Linked DNA regions of Rattus norvegicus: all the other regions are linked to region 2. The links are chromatin contacts, called in public Hi-C maps. All regions are on one chromosome and are shown on one strand. Each heading gives the region's core, a stretch centred on a gene start, on an enhancer-like site or on the middle of the called end of the contact. The rest is flanking DNA. Distances are from core to core; before and after follow the strand shown. Region 1 has its middle 200 kb from the start of Pgrmc2. Region 2 holds the start of Jade1 (jade family PHD finger 1). Region 3 has its middle 210 kb from the start of Jade1.

What was found. Hi-C and Micro-C count contacts between places; a contact is called where the count stands out from the background.
Region 1: a Hi-C map of kidney shows a contact between it and region 2, with 5 times the contacts expected there. The contact joins the enhancer-like site here to the promoter of Jade1 in region 2. A contact is called at or near these places in 2 of 12 Hi-C or Micro-C datasets (the A7r5 cell line and kidney).
Region 3: a Hi-C map of the A7r5 cell line shows a contact between it and region 2, with 3 times the contacts expected there. The contact joins the enhancer-like site here to the promoter of Jade1 in region 2. A contact is called at or near these places in 2 of 12 Hi-C or Micro-C datasets (the A7r5 cell line and Schwann cells).

What each region holds. Positions count from the first base shown.
Region 1 is chr2:126,214,937-126,217,829 of GRCr8, forward strand. No RefSeq gene overlaps it. Among named protein-coding and RNA genes, the nearest start is that of Pgrmc2, 200 kb to the left of the region's middle. Within about 2 kb of position 1,550, at least 15 of the 93 cell types and tissues checked have an H3K27ac peak or open chromatin away from gene starts, as enhancers often do. A contact at or near this core is called in kidney, where this site is marked.
Region 2 is chr2:126,469,858-126,472,801 of GRCr8, forward strand. It overlaps Jade1 (jade family PHD finger 1), which reads left to right and starts at 1,267. Exons shown (of 11, transcript NM_001415052.1): 1 at 1,267-1,425.
Region 3 is chr2:126,262,148-126,264,892 of GRCr8, forward strand. No RefSeq gene overlaps it. Among named protein-coding and RNA genes, the nearest start is that of Jade1, 210 kb to the right of the region's middle. Within about 2 kb of position 1,259, at least 11 of the 93 cell types and tissues checked have an H3K27ac peak or open chromatin away from gene starts, as enhancers often do. A contact at or near this core is called in the A7r5 cell line, where this site is marked.

The DNA of each region.
Region 1 (2,893 bases), core at 300-2,799, 250 kb before region 2:
ATGCAGTTCACAGAACTCCCATTCAGTTGGAACAGTCATTCAGAATGGTAGTCCTGAACGTCATGTTAACTTTTACACTTTCAGTATCGGATGTGTTTTATGCACATTCTGCCACCCAAAACAAAACAAACAAAACAAAAATATGACAGAAGGCCCCTCTCTGTCTCTCTCTGTGTCTGTCTCTCTCTTCCTGCCTCCCTCCTCCCCACCTCAGCCTTTGCCCACTCTCCAAAACAATTTGCTCAATTGCTTTGCCATTGTGACTAATTTTGGTCACTTCGAATTTGGTTTCTGAGCCCCTAACCTTTCATCTTCTCAGAGAAGCTCAATCTTGGATGCAGCCACAGCCCACACTTGCTACGGAAAGGAGAGCCAAGTGACGTTCGGTGGCAAGGGAAAAAAAACCCCTCAGACTGAGTGCTGCAGCCTAGAACCTTCTCTGGAAACAGGACTTCTTATCATTTCTGGCAAAAGCCTGGTTCATTTATTCAGACACGGGTGATGGAATGTGTTTGTCATTTGGCAGAGTCTCTGTGAAAACTAGGTTAAGGGCCAAATCAAGAGTGAGGAGGATGCAGACAGTGCGAGGAGCTGTCAGACCTTGCTGACTAAAAGCTGCCTCCTCGCCTCTGCGGTTTGGTCCCAGCCAACTTTCTTTTCATTGCAAAAGGGACGAGCCGGGTTAGTTGTAATAACGACACAGGCAAATTTTAAGAGGAGTAAAGAACATGGGGGGAAAATCACATTGTGCTTGCTTAAAGCTTGTAGAGAAGGAGAGTGCTCTCAAATGTCAAGAGGGGAAAAGGTCCTTAGCTAGTTAAAAATAAAAACAACAAACAAACAAACAAAAAACAAAAAAACAAAAAGCCTCAGCACTTGGAAGGAGAGTTCTCTTGGAGATGCAGAGGTGAACAGTATCAACTGACACAACTGCCGGTGATATGAAGCTACCGGTGATATGGAGGCTGCACGGTTAAAGTGCTATGGAGGGTAAGGTTGTTTTCTCTGGGCAGGCTGAAGGCTCCCCCAGTTGTACTCTTTATATTCCTTTGGCTCTTGTTTTTGGCTATAAACCATCAATGACTTAGTGTAGAAGCTTTGCCACTAGGCTAAGCTTTGATCTTATGGGTCCTAAACGTCTGCTGAACGACACATGCTCCCGTTCCCCTATTCGTTCACTCTCTCGTTCACTCGGCAACCATCTGCAGCATGTGTTCTATGCACCAGGAGCTGTAACTGCCCTTGAGACTCCCTCCTTGGCTTGTGAGAAGCTCCCAATCTGGTGTGGATGGTCAGCCCCACAGCCATCACCACACTGCATCACAGAGCCATGGGAGTCTGTGGCGGCGGAGCAGAGCACAGCTGCTAGAGGACAATTCCTCCAAGGCATGTTTTTGAGCTCAGCCATGGGAAAGTGGAAGTTAGCTAGGTGGGGAGGGGAGTAGGAATGTGGGGTCAGGAGTCTGGAATAGCATAGCCTATGCAGGTAGCAGAGGAGAAGGAACAGTATGAGCCAGGGCAGAAAGCAGAGTACAGAGCTGCTGAAGGGTGTGGTGGGGAGCTCAGCTTGGACTCTGAGTAAGTCCAAGGTTCTCATCCCATGAGTCTCAAATTACCAGGCTGTGAACAAATAATGTGTTGCTAATAATAAACTATTAAGTTCCTAATAGTTTCCCTCGTCAGGAAAAAAACAACCAACATTAGAGCAGCTTGAAGGTCACCCCTGTAATGTGGTGGCTCTCCCCCACTGGCATTCCATATGCTTTCTTGAGAAAAAGGGGATGGGCTAGGGCTAGAAGCCAGGGCTGGAGGCTTCTCTCTGCTCCCCTTCTCTAAGCAGCAAGCTAAGACTTTGGAATTTACAGATTATCACTGTGCCTTTCTGCACCCAGAAGCTGACATTCCCCTGAATCTGGACACAACAGTGCACTAACCAGTGTGTGCATCTCTCGTGTTGTTGGCCACGAAAGGCTTGCAGCTGTGTTGACAAGCAGCAGCGTGGAGGCCAATACTGTGAACCATTGATCAGTGTTCAAATATAAGAAAATCTCAGGTACATTTTCCCAAGAACTCGCTGTGTCGACCAGACCAACTTCCTACTTGTAGTCATCCCCCGTCTCATTCTCCTACGTGCTGAGATTGCAAATATGAGCCACCATACCTAGTGTTGTTCTATATATGCTTGCTGTAGTTTGTCGTGTAATATATCATGTAGCAAACTATAGTGTGTCCATTTTAAAACATACTCCTCCAATGTAGTGGTGCACATACCTGCGGTTCCAGTGCTTGGCAAATAAAAACAGGAGGATCAGAAGTTCAAGGTCATCTGCAACTACAAAGTAAGTTCAAGCAAGAGACTCTGTCTCAGAGACAAGCACACAGACAACCCCCAAACAGAATAAAAAACAGTACTTCAAAATAAACATTTCAAACAGAAAAAAGTGAAATTAAAACATTTACAATAAGGCCTAGGGGTATAATTCAGTGGCAAAGCACGTGCTTGGCGTGTATGACCCAGCACCAAAACCCCAAACCAAAACAAAAGAGAAACTCATTTACAACAATTTTCATCTTAGTGTAATCTTTTGGGCAAAGCAAGGATAGATTTATTAGGTTTATTGAGGAGAGATGAGAACGAAATCTGGGGAATGAGAGCAGCTCCAAGGGAGGAGCAGTCTCATTTTAGTTATTTATATTGAATTATATCTTGATTCTGTTTCAAATTTCAGTTCTTCATTTTAGTGGCTGCCATGGCTGGGAAAGTTCTTGTAGACGGACAAAGCTCCAAATGGAAAATGAACTCCTAAGTCAAGATGCCATGCCCTCGATTGTATCTCCTAATTACGCAGACCTGTGCATGTATGTATATGTTTATGTGTATTTGTACACACGT
Region 2 (2,944 bases), core at 17-2,516:
TGTGTGCACGTGGGTGTGGGTGTGTGTGGGTGTGTGGGTGTGGGTGCACGAACTGTAAGCCACACAGAACTAGTAAGGGTTCTAGTCCTCATTTGGTAGTACCTCACCTGTTCTGAGCAGGACTGAGTGAGCACAGTAGAAATCCTGCCTGCCAAGGAGTGTCTTTATGCCAGGGAGTCTTTATGCTCCTTATTAAGGAAATGGAGAGGGGAAAAAGCACATACATTTAGGATTGCTGCTGCTTTGCTTTGTTTCCTGAAAAATAATTGAAAGGCACAGTTAGGTTTATTCTCCCATTTATCAGACTGGGGTTCTAGATAGATGTCTGTGAATCAAACCTGTTTTATACAGAATTATGGATGATTGCAATGCACAATCTTGTCCTTTGGGTTCAATATCTGATTTTGTAATTAATAATTATTGTTCTTATTTTCTAAATGGGAGTTTTAATGTGTATTTCCCCCCTTTGGATGTTGAATGTGATATACAACACAGAGTCCTTGAGGACTCTATGAACATAATTATTCTCCATATAAAAGTTAGTTTTTAGTATGTGAAAAACCAACAATCACTCATTTTTTTACACATATGTATCAACATGAGTCTCTGGTGATTGCTTTTATACTAGTCTAAAGTTCGAATTTTAGCATTAGTCCCAGTTCTATGTGGAAGGAGAAAAATATCCAGTTCTGACCAGAACGCTCTGTAATATAAAAGTTTATAGAAGAAGTCTGTTTTTTAGTGGATTAATGCTAATTTGCTGTGAGTTCAATACAAATTAGGTAAAGCTGGGGTTCCCCCTCCCAGAATTGGATTGTTTGTGCTAAAAACTGTCATTCGAATTCGCAACTCCTTCAAAACTGTTACTACAAAAACAAATTATTTTCTTATTCAGCCTAAAAACAAAAACATTTCTCCCAAACTATCCGCTTTAATATCCACGTTTTTAATCGACCTGATTTAAAGGTAATTTGCAAGAAATGCATTTCTGCATGTCTCCCGGAGTTGGAACTGGGACAGCAGATTTGGAGGGGGTGATTTCATAAACCCTTTTCCTCCTAGGAGACACCTTGAGGGCTCCCGAGGTGGGTGCAAGAAGAGAGCCCCTTTAGCTGCAGTCAGGACCCCAAGAGTTAAAGGGAGCGAGCCCCTACCAGCGGCTCCCCGCCCCACTGTCCCCACCCTCTCCTTTTGGCTGGGGATTAAAGTGCTCCCCCCTGTGGCAGCAGTGACCCAGAAATGAGTCTGCGTCCCGGCGCTTCCTCTGCCGCCAGCCGCACGCCCTACCGGGAGGGCCTGGGCGCGCCGGGCCGGCCGAGCGCGCGGGCGACAGCAGGGGCTCGCCCGGCTCCCCGCGCGGCCTCTGTGGCCCGGACTCATGCGGCGCAGCGTGCAGCCCGCGGAGGCCCAGCCCGTGCGCAGCAGGTACGCGGGGGCGGAGGCGCGGGGGCGCGCGGGTCGGGGTGCGCGTCTCAGGCCGCGGCCGCGGCGGCTGCAGGACGAGCCGAGAGACTCAGCCATATTTGATGGTTTTGTTGCTTCGCTCGGGAGTTCTCGGGAGTAATGTAATGCCGAAGGTCGCTGCCTAGTGGAAATAATATAGTACGTCATTAATATGGCGCCAAAAGATTGGGCTGTGGATCTGTAGCGCGGAGGGAGGAGGCGGCCGCCCGCGCCGAGGCACTATCCCACCAGCAACTTGGGCATCGCCGGGTGGGGGCCGGCGACGAGGCCGGGATGGCCGCGGAGCCCGGGAATTGATCGGTGTCGGATCAGTAAGTTCTATTCCGATTATTATTTTCAATCGGAGGAGGGCGAAGGCTTAGAGCTTTTCCTTTTAAATGTACGAAGAACATGAGGCTTTTCAGGTGATTCATCCAACGTTTTCAGCAGCAGAAACCCAGTTTATACATTAAAAAAAAAAAAGCCAAAGTGCCTTAGGCTGCGTGAAAGTGGAAAGAAAGCATAGTAGCTAGCAACTTGGTAGACAGATGGCAATGGCAGAGCGCAGGTTCGCGTACATACATGTTTCCAGAGTGTTTGACAGTGTGTGTGGGGAAGGAGGCTGTGAGGGTATGTTTTTCCAAACATAGGTGTGAGGGTGGTACATCTGTGTGAAGTGGCCGCAGCCCTGGTTCTTGTCACCGCGTCACCACATGTCCAACATATTCATTGCATCAATTCAAGGGCAGTGAGAAGGGGATGAAGGGACCGCTTGGCAATTAGATTTTTCTAGAATGGGTTTCCAATGATGAGACCTTTTACTTCCAGCGAGACTGCTTGTAAAGTGTAAGACTTCATCGGTGAAATTGGGAAGGACTTCATCAGTAGAGCAAAGTACCTATTAATCATGAACTTAAAACGGACTGCAGATTGCAACCTTTGGCACCATCTGCAAATTGTGGGGGTGGGGTCTCTGGGTCTCCTGGCTCCCCTTGTAGCACATGCACACGCGGTGTGCACCCCGGGACTGCAAGTTGCAAAACCTTCCCGTGCACGTGTCTGGTGCCTGTGAGTGTGTTTGCGAGTTGGGTGCTGTTGTTCGGTAGCCAGTAGGCTTTCCGGGTCGGCTCGGCTTAGGCTTGCAAATGCGGGAGAGGGATGGAATGTGGAATGTTGACCGGAGAACCGAATCCTTTCGGAACGGTCCCATTTGCTGGAGAAATTCGATACCTTCCACCTCCTACCCGCCCCCCAACCCCCCTCCCGCCCGCCTTCGGGCAGGAGGCGGGGCTGAGGACGCCGCTGCTGCTCAAAGTGGCGGAGCGCAGCGGCGGGAGGCAGGTGCACAGCACCGCCGGTGGGGGTGCCTCAACTTCCGCGGGCGTTTAAATAGCAGCGGGGCTCCCCTCCCACCGGTAATAGGTGACCTGGCGCTCGCGGGCGGCGGGGGAAGGGACTGGGTACGCCGGGGCACGAGCCTACGCGGCACGTGGGCAGGTGC
Region 3 (2,745 bases), core at 9-2,508, 210 kb before region 2:
ACTAGAGGGATGCTGTGGCTTTCTGCCTGGGGCCATCAAACAATGTGCCACAGGATTTAGCTGATCTCAGACACTTACAGACAGGGCCAGATTACACAGAAGTCTCTTAAGAAGCGAGTGAACTACAAGGCTTTTGACTAATTGTTCCTTTCTGACAGAATAGAGGACGTTTCCTGGTAAAAGTCTTTCCAGCAGAGGGTTTGTCGCAGTTCTTTCACTAAATTGTAAACCTGAGCAAAAAGAACTAAGCAGAAAATGTTTAACTACTGTATTTAAGCCTAACACTATTTATAGTCACTCTATAGTCATCATTTCTGAGATAGTGAAAATCTTCATGGAAGCTGTAGGCCAAGGACTGGCTGAGTGCTTTCCCTGTACAAAATATTTTGGAAATTCAATCATGTATCTGTTTATAATAAGTGATGAATTTACAAGCAAAGCTATATATTAATTCAGTCTCATTAAAAAAGCTAACAAGGAACGTAATGAGGTTATCATTTTTTCATATATTAACAAAAGCTCTGATAGTTATTTGACTGATAGCCATTGGATAGTTTTTGAGATTATAAACGGTTACATTAAGAAAATATGCACAATTCTGATTAATGCATCAATTACAATAGGCAATGCATTTTATACATAAAATGAGTTTTATGTGTTTCATAGTTTAAAAGGCATATATATATATATTCACAGTTTTGTTAGAAACAGACTATTAAATGAATGCAGTGAGCTGCTATAAGCAGTCAGCAAAACACGGAGAAATATTGACAATGAAGAGAAAGACATCTTTTTTTTAATTTTATAATTGTGAAAGAGAGGGGAGAATTCATCTGGGACACAGTTGAAGTCATAGAGAAGTACCTGAGCTGGAGTTGACTGGAGACACAGCCTGTGAGCTCAGAAGTTCCTTGGGCAGCAGGCCTGTGGATTCTCCCCCTGTGGCCACTGTGAGTAACGTTAAGTAAAGCAGGTAGGTCTCTGTGGACCCACATCGCGTCTCACATCCGGTCTGAGAGCATCGCATCCCGTATGTGAGCATCACTCCGTGGGTTGGGAGTCACTAGATCGATCATTCTTCTCCAGGGCTTTCGTAAGCTGGTTCCCATCGGGATCACCTCCTGCCCCAGCTGTTCTCTTGGCTCCCATTTTCCTGCTAAAAGGAGAGGAATCCTCCAGGAGGGATGAGTCAGGGTGTAAACCAAGTGGCAGCCTCTGGATGCAGGCTCGCCAGGTCCAATTTGGATGACTAGACGGGCGGAGCATGCTCACTCTCTGCTGGCACGCCCTGAAGAATGTGGGACCCGCAGCTGCCTCTTGCAGTGGTTAGAAGTGGCCATCCAACTTTTAGTGATGTGTATTTTAGCTACACTGTTCACCACTGTTTTCCGTCTGGAAAAACAGGAAGAGCAGTGTTTGAAGAGCTGCCTGTGCTCTTGAAAGGCTTTTTTCTAGTGTGACTTTCCTTCTTAGCATCTCAGCAGTGTTTGCCAATGCAGCCCAATCAATTCACTAAATTAAACATACACTGTGTGAGATGTGAGCACAGAAAAACCTGCTGGGAGCAAAATAAATGCAAAGTGAGATGTATAGTCCTTCCTCCCAAACAAGCCCCCAAGCCGGCTGGCCTGGGTTTGACACTTTTTGATACCTAGCCTCTAACAGTGACAGTACTCAAAAGCAGACTAAAAACAGAGAACTCAACGGGAAAAAAAATATCCCAAACACAGGCTATCCTGGGTTTCTGTTGTCAATTGTTCTGGTGGTGGTTGTGGGTTTGTTATTGTTGTTGTTTGCTTGCTTGCTTGTTTGTTTCCCTTTTTTAACCTTGCAGAAGCCAGAGCTATCAGATTAAAAAGAACTGCACGTGAGAAAATTCTTCCAGAAGATTGGCCCTTAGGCGAGCATTTGGGGCATTCTAGGAGGGCCCAGCGTGGGGGGGGGGGGTCCGGGCATGTGGTCTTGTGGTTTATAAGAAGGCAGGCTGAGCAAGCAGTAAGCAGAGTTCTTCCACAGCCTCTGCATCGGTTCCTGCTTCCAGGTTCCTGCCTTGACTTCCTACCCTGACTTTACCTCAATTATAGAAGTGTAATGGAAGTGTAAGCCAAATGAACCTTTTCTTTCCTCCAAGTTGCTTTTGGTCATGGTGTTTTATCATAGCAAGAGAAACCTTAACTAAGATTTTTGTGCTACACAATATCGATTGAAAGAACTAAGGAGTTTCTGGGCTGCCTTGGGTAGCTTTGATGAATTTCCCAGTACTCTAGCTTTTTGGCCTTGCCAATAGTACATCCTTTAGAGCAGAAAAGCTCAGCTCAGACAGCACGACCTACACACTAACCTTTACCACAACATGCTTCCATCACTCCCAAAGGAGTCAAGCAGCACAGAAGCTCCCTGTTGGCCGCTTTGAAAGGGTCCATATTGTTAGAAAGTGCATTCTGAGACCATTGTAGGAAATGGCTCTCCTATCACGTCTGTGAGAAGTTTTTGCTATGTATGCATTTTATTTTGAGACCCAAGAAGCCCATAGATGCCTAAATTTACATTCTCCACAGAGTCTGGTCCCCTACAGAACACTAAGAATTAAATATTAAGCAACTGTAATAATGTTAATATCCATGATGAGTGTCTTAAGTTTAATGTTTAATTCTTTCCAATCTCCAGGGGGGTTGGCTCCTCTGCCTTCTGTTGTTACACCTTCTGATTGCACCGTTCCTGTGGAAACGCTTGCCTTGAGATAAT